2 separate regions of the Sus scrofa genome follow, and region 1 is linked to region 2. A link is a contact called in public HiChIP or PLAC-seq data. All regions are on one chromosome and are shown on one strand. Each heading gives the region's core, a stretch centred on a gene start, on an enhancer-like site or on the middle of the called end of the contact. The rest is flanking DNA. Distances are from core to core; before and after follow the strand shown.

Region 1 (4,664 bases), core at 57-2,556, 240 kb after region 2:
GCTGAGTAATATTACATTGTGGGTATGTACCACATCCATCTTCTTAATCCATTCATCTGTCAATGGACATTTAGGTTGTTCCATGTCTTGGCTATTGTGAATAGTGCTGCTCTGAACAGAGGGGTGCATGTATGTTTTTGAATGAATATGTTGTCTGGATATACGCCCAGAAGTGGAATTACTGGATCATATGGCAATTCTATATTCAGTTTTTGAGGTACCTCCGTACTGTTCTCCACAGTGGTTGTGCCAATTTACATTCCCACCAACAGTGTAGGAGGGTACCCTTTTCTCCATACCCTCTCTACCACTTGTTATTTCTTAATTTGCTAATGATGGCCATTCTGACAGGTGTGATGTGGTACTGCATAGCAGTTTTGATTTGCATTTCTGTAATAATCAGGGATGTGGAGCATTTTTTCATGTGCTTGTTGGCCATCTGTATATCTCCTTTGGAGAAATGTCTGTTCAGGTCTTTTGCCTATTTTTCAGTTGGATTATTGGGGTTTTTTTGCTCTTGAGTTGTATAATTTGTTTGTATATTTTAGAGATTAAGCCCTTGTTGGTTGCATCATTTGAAATTGTTTTCTCCCATTCCATAGGTTGTCTTTTATGGTTTCCTTTGCTGTGCAAAAGCTTGTCACTTTGATTAGGTCCCATTGGTTTATTTTTACTTTTATTCCTGCTGCCTTGGGAGTCTGACCTAAGAAAACATTTGTAAGGTTGATGTCAGAGAATGTTTTGCCTATTTTCTCTTCTAGGAGTTTGATGGTTTCTTGTCTTACATTTAAGTCTTTAAGCCATTTAGAGTTTATTTTTTGTGCATGGTGTGAGGGTGTGTTCCATTTTTATTGATTTACATGTGGCTGTCCAGGTTTCCTGGTACCATTTGCTGAAAAGACTGTCTTTTCCCCATTTTATATTCTTGCCTCCTTTGTTGAAGATTAATTGACCATAAGTGTGTGTTTATTTCTGGGTTCTCTATTCTGTTCCATTGGTCTGTCTGTCTGTTTTGGTACCAGTACCACACTGTCTTGATGACTGTGGCTTTGTAATATTGCCTAGAGGCTTTTCAGATTTTTTCTAAACTGTTAGCCAATCTCTTTTGGGCTAAGGAAGAATAAAAAAGTTGCCTTAAAAGGTCATTGAAAGGGCAGTAAAGACGAAGTTTTCTTACATCACAATTTTCCTTCACTTCCCCTTTAATGCCTGATTGCTTGGAAATGGATCTTAATGATGGTGTCAAGATCCCTCTACCCTACATCGTGGCTTTACTCATGGATAAAGGAGATTCCAATTTCTTGAACAGAAAATCTTGCAATGAAATTTAGTTGCCCAACAGCATGCAAGTCTGAATCATTTTTCCATCTCTGACATTAGTAATCTGGCATTATTACTTGTTCCCAAAACTTTGCAATCAAAAGTCATTTAACCACAGGGCATTTAGTACCCAAAAACCACACCCTAGGCCCACATTCTAAATAGCTTCAGGAGGATCCTGGAGCTTCCAAAAAAGGGGCTGTGGGAGTGCATGATCACTGTATTGTGACAGAAAAATCACTAGCCTTGAAGTCAAAAAACCCTGAGTTTGAGTCACAGCTCTGTCATTTACCATCTCTCTGGCTTGGGGCAAGTCACTTAACCTCTCTGAACTTCTATTGCTTCATGTAAAACCTGAACATAATATCGTTCACTTCACAGGACTTTTTCCAAGATTGACATGTGAGAATGTTTAGCAGAGGAACACTAACAAAAAGAAGCCCACTCATAAAAGTGTTTATAATCTTGTTTTCCTCTGTAGTCACAGGATTAAGAGCTTGCATTAATTTAGAGATAACATCTTTCCCTAACAATCCCCCAGGATTCTGGAGCCTGAACCCCAAATTTATATGTATGTGCCTAAAGAGGCTACAGTTGTCAAACACTAAATGCTTAATTTCAAGAGAACAATATTTTACCTCTAATACAACCTCCAATAATAAAGAAATTCTAAACTTCCTCAATTCAAAATTAATTTGTATTAATTATTTGGATGGTACATATTTACAATATGACTTTCCCTGATGGAAATAATACATTAACCTTATCAGTCATTTACATTCCAGTAGGAATGACTTTATGAGGTAATATGTTATAAGAACAGTATTTCCAAGAAGCAAAAAAAATGAAAGTAAGGTCTCTTCCTTTTCCTCCAAGAAAAGGAGCTAGAAGGAAGGTAACTAGAGACTGTGAGGGTCAACTTCTCTTGCTCCATGATTTTGCACTGCATACTACGATCCTATGTGAAGGGAGCAGGCCTCCTAATCAGGAACAAGGCCTTGAACTCAGAAGTAACCTTCCAGGACAGACAAAGCCTTCCTAGCTCTATAAACAAAATAGCTTTACACTAAGTTAGGAAAGTAAAATATAGGACATGTAGTGAAATTTGAATTTCAGATAAGTACAATTTAAAAAAATTTTAAATGGAACATAATTATACCTCTTCATATACTTACTCACTATTTTTTCCAAAATTCAAATTTCACTGGGTATCCTGTATTTTACCAGGCAACCCTACTTTTTACCTCTCAAAGGCCTAAGAAGAACTAAATCCTCAAACTTTCCGGAATTCAGCTATCAAATAACAAACAGAAAGATATGGCAGCCAACACTGTCACTCTGAAGGAAAGGTTGTAGGATGAGGTTTTCTATCTGTGGAGAGAGAGAGACCTTTTGGGCCCTTCCTTCTCTGAAATGGATGACAAACTGAAGTTGTGCTTTATTCTTTCAGGCATTCAATAATGTAGAAATACTCACTGGGCAGCAACAATACTCCAGCACTGTGCTCATCCTGGGAATAAAGTTTTGAGCTAGAAAAACATCATTTGAACCCTAACGAAGTTCTCAGTCCACCGGGTGATTAGGCACTAAACAGCAATCCTCACATTTGATATGGCAATTATAACTGTTACAAGTGCTATGAGCTAAGACCCGAGAAACAAAATGCATAATTTCAGTTTACTCACTGATCTCATTCTTTGTATGTGGCACTGTACTAGGTAATATCAAGTATATAATTACGAAGAAAAGTACTCTTTGCTTTTAAAGGGCTTATGATCTAGGGAGGAAGACTTACATGGATATAGCTAACTACGAAATAAGACGAATTAAGACAGGCTATAATGCACACAGTCCTATGTCCATTTGTAGCAAGAAATGCAGCTGCTTCTTCACACCAGAGTATTTAATTTCCCCTTTGGGAAGAAAATGGAAATTCACACTCCTTTTGGTATTTATTTAACAGATGTCAAAGTCATTACTCTAACAAGATTTACAGTTTCACTACTGAGAATTCCATTGTTTAAATAAATGTATATGCTAAAAATTAATGTTTAAAAACTGAGGTTTATGTCATTGCTTTCCTCCTATTTAAATATCTTTTATCTTAGTTTTCGTACCTGTAACTAAAATACCATAAACTGGGTGTATTAAACAACAAACAATTGTTTCTCACAGTTCTGGGGACTAGAAGACCTAGATCAGAATGTCAGCACCCTGGATTCTTCGTGAAGGCCATCTCACTGGTTTATAGATGACCATCTTTTCATTGTATCTTCACAGAACAGAGAGAGAGAGAGAGAAAAAAAATCTCTCCAATATCTTCATAGAAAGGGTCTAATCTCATTCACGAAGCTTTTACTCTCACGATGTAATCACACCCCAAGGACCCTACCTCCTAATACCATCACATTGGAGGTCTGAAATTCAACATATAAATTTGGAGAGACACAAACATTTAGTCCACAGTGCTACTCAAAAAACTAAATTATTTCATTATTTTTCCTCTATTTTGATTATTGTTCTCTCTATGAAGGAGTTTACATACAAACTTAGCTTGGAGGAAGGGGGTTGCGTAAAAGCTTGGATTTATCTTAGGTCACATGGTCAAACTAAAGTGTAAACTGCATACTGTGAACACTAAGGTCAATATCCAGGACAAATAAGGTACCTTTTGCACAGGGTAGATGGATAAGCCAAAGTTATTTTTTTCTCTCCTTGAAGCTCAAATGTTCTAATCATAATAGAAGTGTATTATCCATAAAATAATCCTCTCTTTGCTAAATCTCATGGAGACTGAGGGAACATGAATAACAAGCCATTTCTGTGACTTTTATTGTTAATAAAAGGGCGAAATGTTCTTATTGGTACCTAAAAATGAATGACTACAACTATGTTACAACTCACGTTAATGTACTAGATTAAATTCCTGAAAAAAAGTGAAGAATATTTGGCAAAGACTTTTTTCATTCATTTACAACTCATGGTATATTGTAACTCAGCAAAAAAAAACAGAGGTTCTTCTCACTTTACAAAATCATGAGTGTAAATCTAGGACTGATACAATTTTTAAAATGAAGGCTACTTTATGAAAATTCAATCTATTTTTAAAATTTTTTTCATCAGGAATTCCCGTCATGGCTCAGCAGTAATGAAGCAGACTAGGATCCATAAGGACCCAGGTTAGATCCCTGGCCTTACTCAGTGGGTTAAAAGATATGGCACTGCCGTGAGCTGTGGTATAGGTTGCAGACGTGGCTGGGATGCTGTGTTGCTGTGGCTGTGGTGTAGGCTGGTAGCTACAGCTGCAACTCGACCCCTAGCCTGGAAACTTCATATGCTGCAGG
Region 2 (4,325 bases), core at 183-2,682:
TTTCCAAAAAATTATAAAAGTTATATTACACGATACTGTGTTCTACTGAGTGTGCATTAGCATTATTATAAAAAACATACTTTAATTAAAAATACTTTATTGCTAAAAAATGTTAACCACTATCTGAGCAAGTTGTAATCTTCTTCTAACAGTAACATTAAAAATCACTGATCACAAATCACCATAACATATAAAAATAACAAAAAATTTGAAATATGGGAAGAATTACTAAAATGTGACACAGAGGCATGAAATGAGCACATGCAGTCAGAAAAATGATGCCAGAGACTTGCTTGATACAGGGTTGCTACAATCCTTCAGCTTGTAAGGAGCATCTGTGAAGCGCAATAAAGTGAAGTGCAATAAAACAAGGTGTGCCTATATATGCGTGACTACAAACAAGTTGTCTTAGCTTCTTTATGCCTCCATTTTGTTCTCTAAGTAATAGTAAAAAGGGTACCTTGCTCAGATTTGTTTTGAACTTTAAAAAGAACATAAATGTAAAGCACCAAACATAGTGCCTGGATCACAGTAAGTGTTCAGTAAAATTTAGCTAATATTGTTATTCCTATTTCACAGAATGTATAGGGTTATAAATTGTTTTACTTATTTTAAGTTTACTTCTAATGGCCATAGCGATAATGCTATGGCTTTATAGAATCATTCTAACTCAACATATTAAAGTGCTTTAATGTAATTTTTTAAAATAAATCTAATTTTTTCAAAGTTAGCCACAATATAAAGAAGTATTATTCTGGAAGGTATCTTTGCATCTAGTTCTTTTTCTTTTTTTTCTTTTTTTTTTTTTTTTTTTTTTTTTTTTTGGTCTTTTTGCCTTTTCTAGGGCTGCTCCTGTGGCATATGGAGGTTCCCAGGTCAGGGGTCTAATTGGAGCTGTGGCCACAGCAACGCCAGATCTGAGCCTTGTCTGCGACCTACACCACAGCTCACGGCAACGCTGGATCCTTAACCCACTGAGCGAGGCCAGGGATCGAGCCCATAATCTCATGGTTCCTAGTTGGATTCGTTAACCCCTGAGCCATGACAGGAACTCCTAGTTCTTTTTTTTTTTTTTATGGTTTTTTTTTTTGTATTTAAGTTAGGACTTGATCCCAACAAAATATGCTGATACCATTATTTTACATGGCTGTAGTCCTAGAAAGTAGTAATATCAAGTATTTAAAGCAACCTACAATAGATCACAAGCATTCAGCTTGCACTATACCCTCCTCAACCACAAGCAATCTTTGTGGTCTCAATATCTCTCTAAAATGCCAACTTCCATTTTATTATGAATGCCAACTTGTTCTCTCTCCCTTTGCTGGGTCAAATTCCCTACCCAGCTGCTCCCACCCAGGGTGTAGGCAGTTTACTACCACTGCCTGTAACCACTCCTTTGTGGCCTAGCAACACCACAGTCAGCTTCCCTTTCACTTGTCCCATTGCCAAATCTCTCCTCAGGTCTGATATCACAGCCAATTCATCTAGCTTTTGCTTCTGTGTGGTCTGAGAGAGTTGGCACAGAGAGAAGTAGTTAGCTCTGCGACTTCCTGTTGCCTTTTCTTTCACAATTAGGAAAGAGGGTTAGGAGTAGCCAAGAAACATTTATTTTTTAAGAAAAGTGTCATTCTGAGAAAAAACAAAGAGATGCCTTAAAACTCTGAGAAGTTAAGAGTTTGAACTAATTGCTATTCAGTCATTGACTTACTTGGTGACCTTAATATGTTTACCTCTTGAATACTCAGTTTTTTATGAGCTGTTACAGAATTTTTTTAAGGTTATTATTGTTGTCTGTTAACATCAGATATGCAATTAACAAGTTTATACAATGAATTTGCTTTCCAGTCCTCCCAAATAAAATCTCATGTGAATGCCATAATCCCTATGAGTTTGGGAGCATTAGGTAAGAGGGCATGCCAACACTGTCACTATCAATACAAAGATCAAATCACTTTGAGGGCCAGGCTGAAGTTACTGGGGAGAGTTCTAGTAAGAAAAAAATAGAATCCTGGCACTAGAAGATGGCAGTTATCAGTAAAGAGCTTCAGGCACAGCAAATAAGCAGAAGTCTATTTATTAACCAGTACTGGGAATGGATGCAGCACGTGAATTGGTCAATATTCTGGGTATGTAAGGGTAAGAATTATACAGATTTATCTTGCTAGTGGGTCATATTGGTCCTGAATATCAGTAAGGAGGTCTATCTTACCAGCAATGGTTCTAGACATGCCTCCAGACATAGCACTGTGAGAAAAAACAAGAAACCATTCACCATGTCACAAGTTGCTCCATTTTTATGCCTCATTTCTGATATTTTTTCCTCTCACCCATATACACTCATTCCATCATAGCTGAGCAAGAAGAAAATTATGGTTCACTGTTTCCCACAGCTTTTTGCTTGATATTAAATTAAGTTGGAGTTCCCATCATGTCACAGCGGAAATGAATCTGACTAGGAACCATGATGTTGCGGGTTTGATCCCTGCCCTCATATAGTGGGTTGAGGATACGGCATTGCCATGAGCTGTGGTGTGGGTCGCAAACACAACTTGGATCTGGCATTGCTGTGGCTGTGGCGTAGGCCGGCAGCTACAGCTCCGAATAGACCCCTAGTTTGGGAACCTCCATATGCTGTGGGTGCAGCCCTAAAAAGACAAAAGACAAAAAAAAAAAAAAAATTAAGTCAACTCTCACTATCCATACCCCTACCTAGATCTGGACCTATTGAAGGATAGGTTTCCCTCATTCTTGGCAACTTCTTCTTGTCTCAGAATAGATTCTGGACTTCACCTTGCCTGCCTGCTTAAGTTTGTTTATTCCAGACCCTCCACATCTAACTAGACCTCCATTCCTGATTCCTCCTGTTATATCCAGTCCTGTGGCCATCCATGTATTATGCTTAAAATCACTCTTGGCTTCTTGTCTATAACCACTCAGGAGACTGTGGCAGGATGGCTAGAAAAGAGTCCATCACTGTCACAAGGATTATTACAAAAAGGCCTCCATGAATAATATGTAAATCCCTCTAAGACTGTTCAGAGATGAGCTCTAGATTTCACAAGTGTAAAATTTCTTAAGGTGCTTGCACATACTAAAATGTTGGCATCAGAATCTTCTCACTTTGATTCCCATAAGCTGATATGCTGTCTATAAAAAGATGCTAATCTCTCTTTGAAAACTTGGGCCTCAACTACCCTGACACACAAGATAATTTTCAACTTTCAAGGAAGAAACAAAATAAATCACTTACAGAATTTCTTGTTTTTGGTTAACATTTCATATTTCAAAATTCTTGCTCTAAGACAAATGAATTCTATCCTAAAAGTGCTTACCCAACTTTACAGCTTTCTTGCCTATTGGACAAGTATGAATTAAACAAATATACATTCAAATATCAAAAATGAAATTTAGTTTTATAACTAATATATATGTTATTTCTACTCTAGGAGTCCCTTATCACAAAAGTCAGAATATACATTTTTATCTTGTATATAAGAGTTTCTCTCTTTTTTTTTGGCTGTGTCCATGGCATGTGGAAGTTCCTAGGCCAGGGATCAAACCCATGCCACAGTAGTAGCCAGAGCTACTGCAGTGATAGTGCTGGATCCTTAACATGCTATGCCACAGATAACTTTAAAGACTCTCTCATGCTTTAAATTTTTTCCATTATCCTTCCAAATATAGTATCTGGTTGCAGAATGAAGCTGACATGTCTGAGAAAAGGAGGTAGGGCATTTAATTCTCTAGGTATGTATCACATCCTGCTTAGTCTCTGAGTTGCCCACTGTTGTGGCTCCTTCTGTAATGTTATAACTGTGTGGCTATGGAGTATCCTGAGTTGGGTTGTGCTGCTTGGTCTTGAGAGTGCATCCTGTTAATGTTGCTGATGTACATGGACTTTGCCCTACCTCTAGTTACAAAGACCCTACACTCTCCATTCTATGTGGCAACTATAGTCCTCCTGATAATCACTAGGAAATGTAGCACTTAGGATGGTCTTGGTGGCCTAAGATTTTTTGTTTCCTCCACACAACATCAAAGTGAGATTTCACTCAGACCTACCCACTTTGATACTTATTTAACTATTGCTCTGTAAATGTTCCTAGCATTTCACACTCACGAAACTTCTTTGTGAAACTTCCTATTATCCTAGGCTATGTTCAGGAATCAGGGCATCAGTCCCTATGGTCTTTGGACTTCTCAAACTTACTTGGATGTTATTAATGCCTTCTTTGGGATTCACCCTGAAGGGGAGAATCAGAACACTAGGGTCTGATCTTTGGTTCTTCTCTTTGTCGTACTCCCAGGCTGTATCTCTCGATGAC

What was found. HiChIP or PLAC-seq counts read pairs in DNA pulled down with a chosen protein or histone mark.
Region 1: an H3K27ac HiChIP or PLAC-seq map of alveolar macrophages shows a contact between it and region 2. The contact joins two enhancer-like sites. A contact is called at or near these places in 1 of 47 Hi-C or Micro-C datasets (epiblast stem cells) and 1 of 2 datasets of contacts at active chromatin or transcription factors (alveolar macrophages).

The regions. Positions count from the first base shown.
Region 1 is chr9:89,505,340-89,510,003 of Sscrofa11.1, forward strand. No RefSeq gene overlaps it. Among named protein-coding and RNA genes, the nearest start is that of ABCB5, 110 kb to the right of the region's middle. Within about 2 kb of position 1,307, at least 5 of the 83 cell types and tissues checked have an H3K27ac peak or open chromatin away from gene starts, as enhancers often do. A contact at or near this core is called in alveolar macrophages, where this site is marked.
Region 2 is chr9:89,260,464-89,264,788 of Sscrofa11.1, forward strand. The region is part of intron 1 of MACC1 (metastasis-associated in colon cancer protein 1); the gene reads right to left. It also overlaps the pseudogene LOC110255483. Among named protein-coding and RNA genes, the nearest start is that of MACC1, 80 kb to the right of the region's middle. Within about 2 kb of position 1,433, at least 17 of the 83 cell types and tissues checked have an H3K27ac peak or open chromatin away from gene starts, as enhancers often do. A contact at or near this core is called in alveolar macrophages, where this site is marked.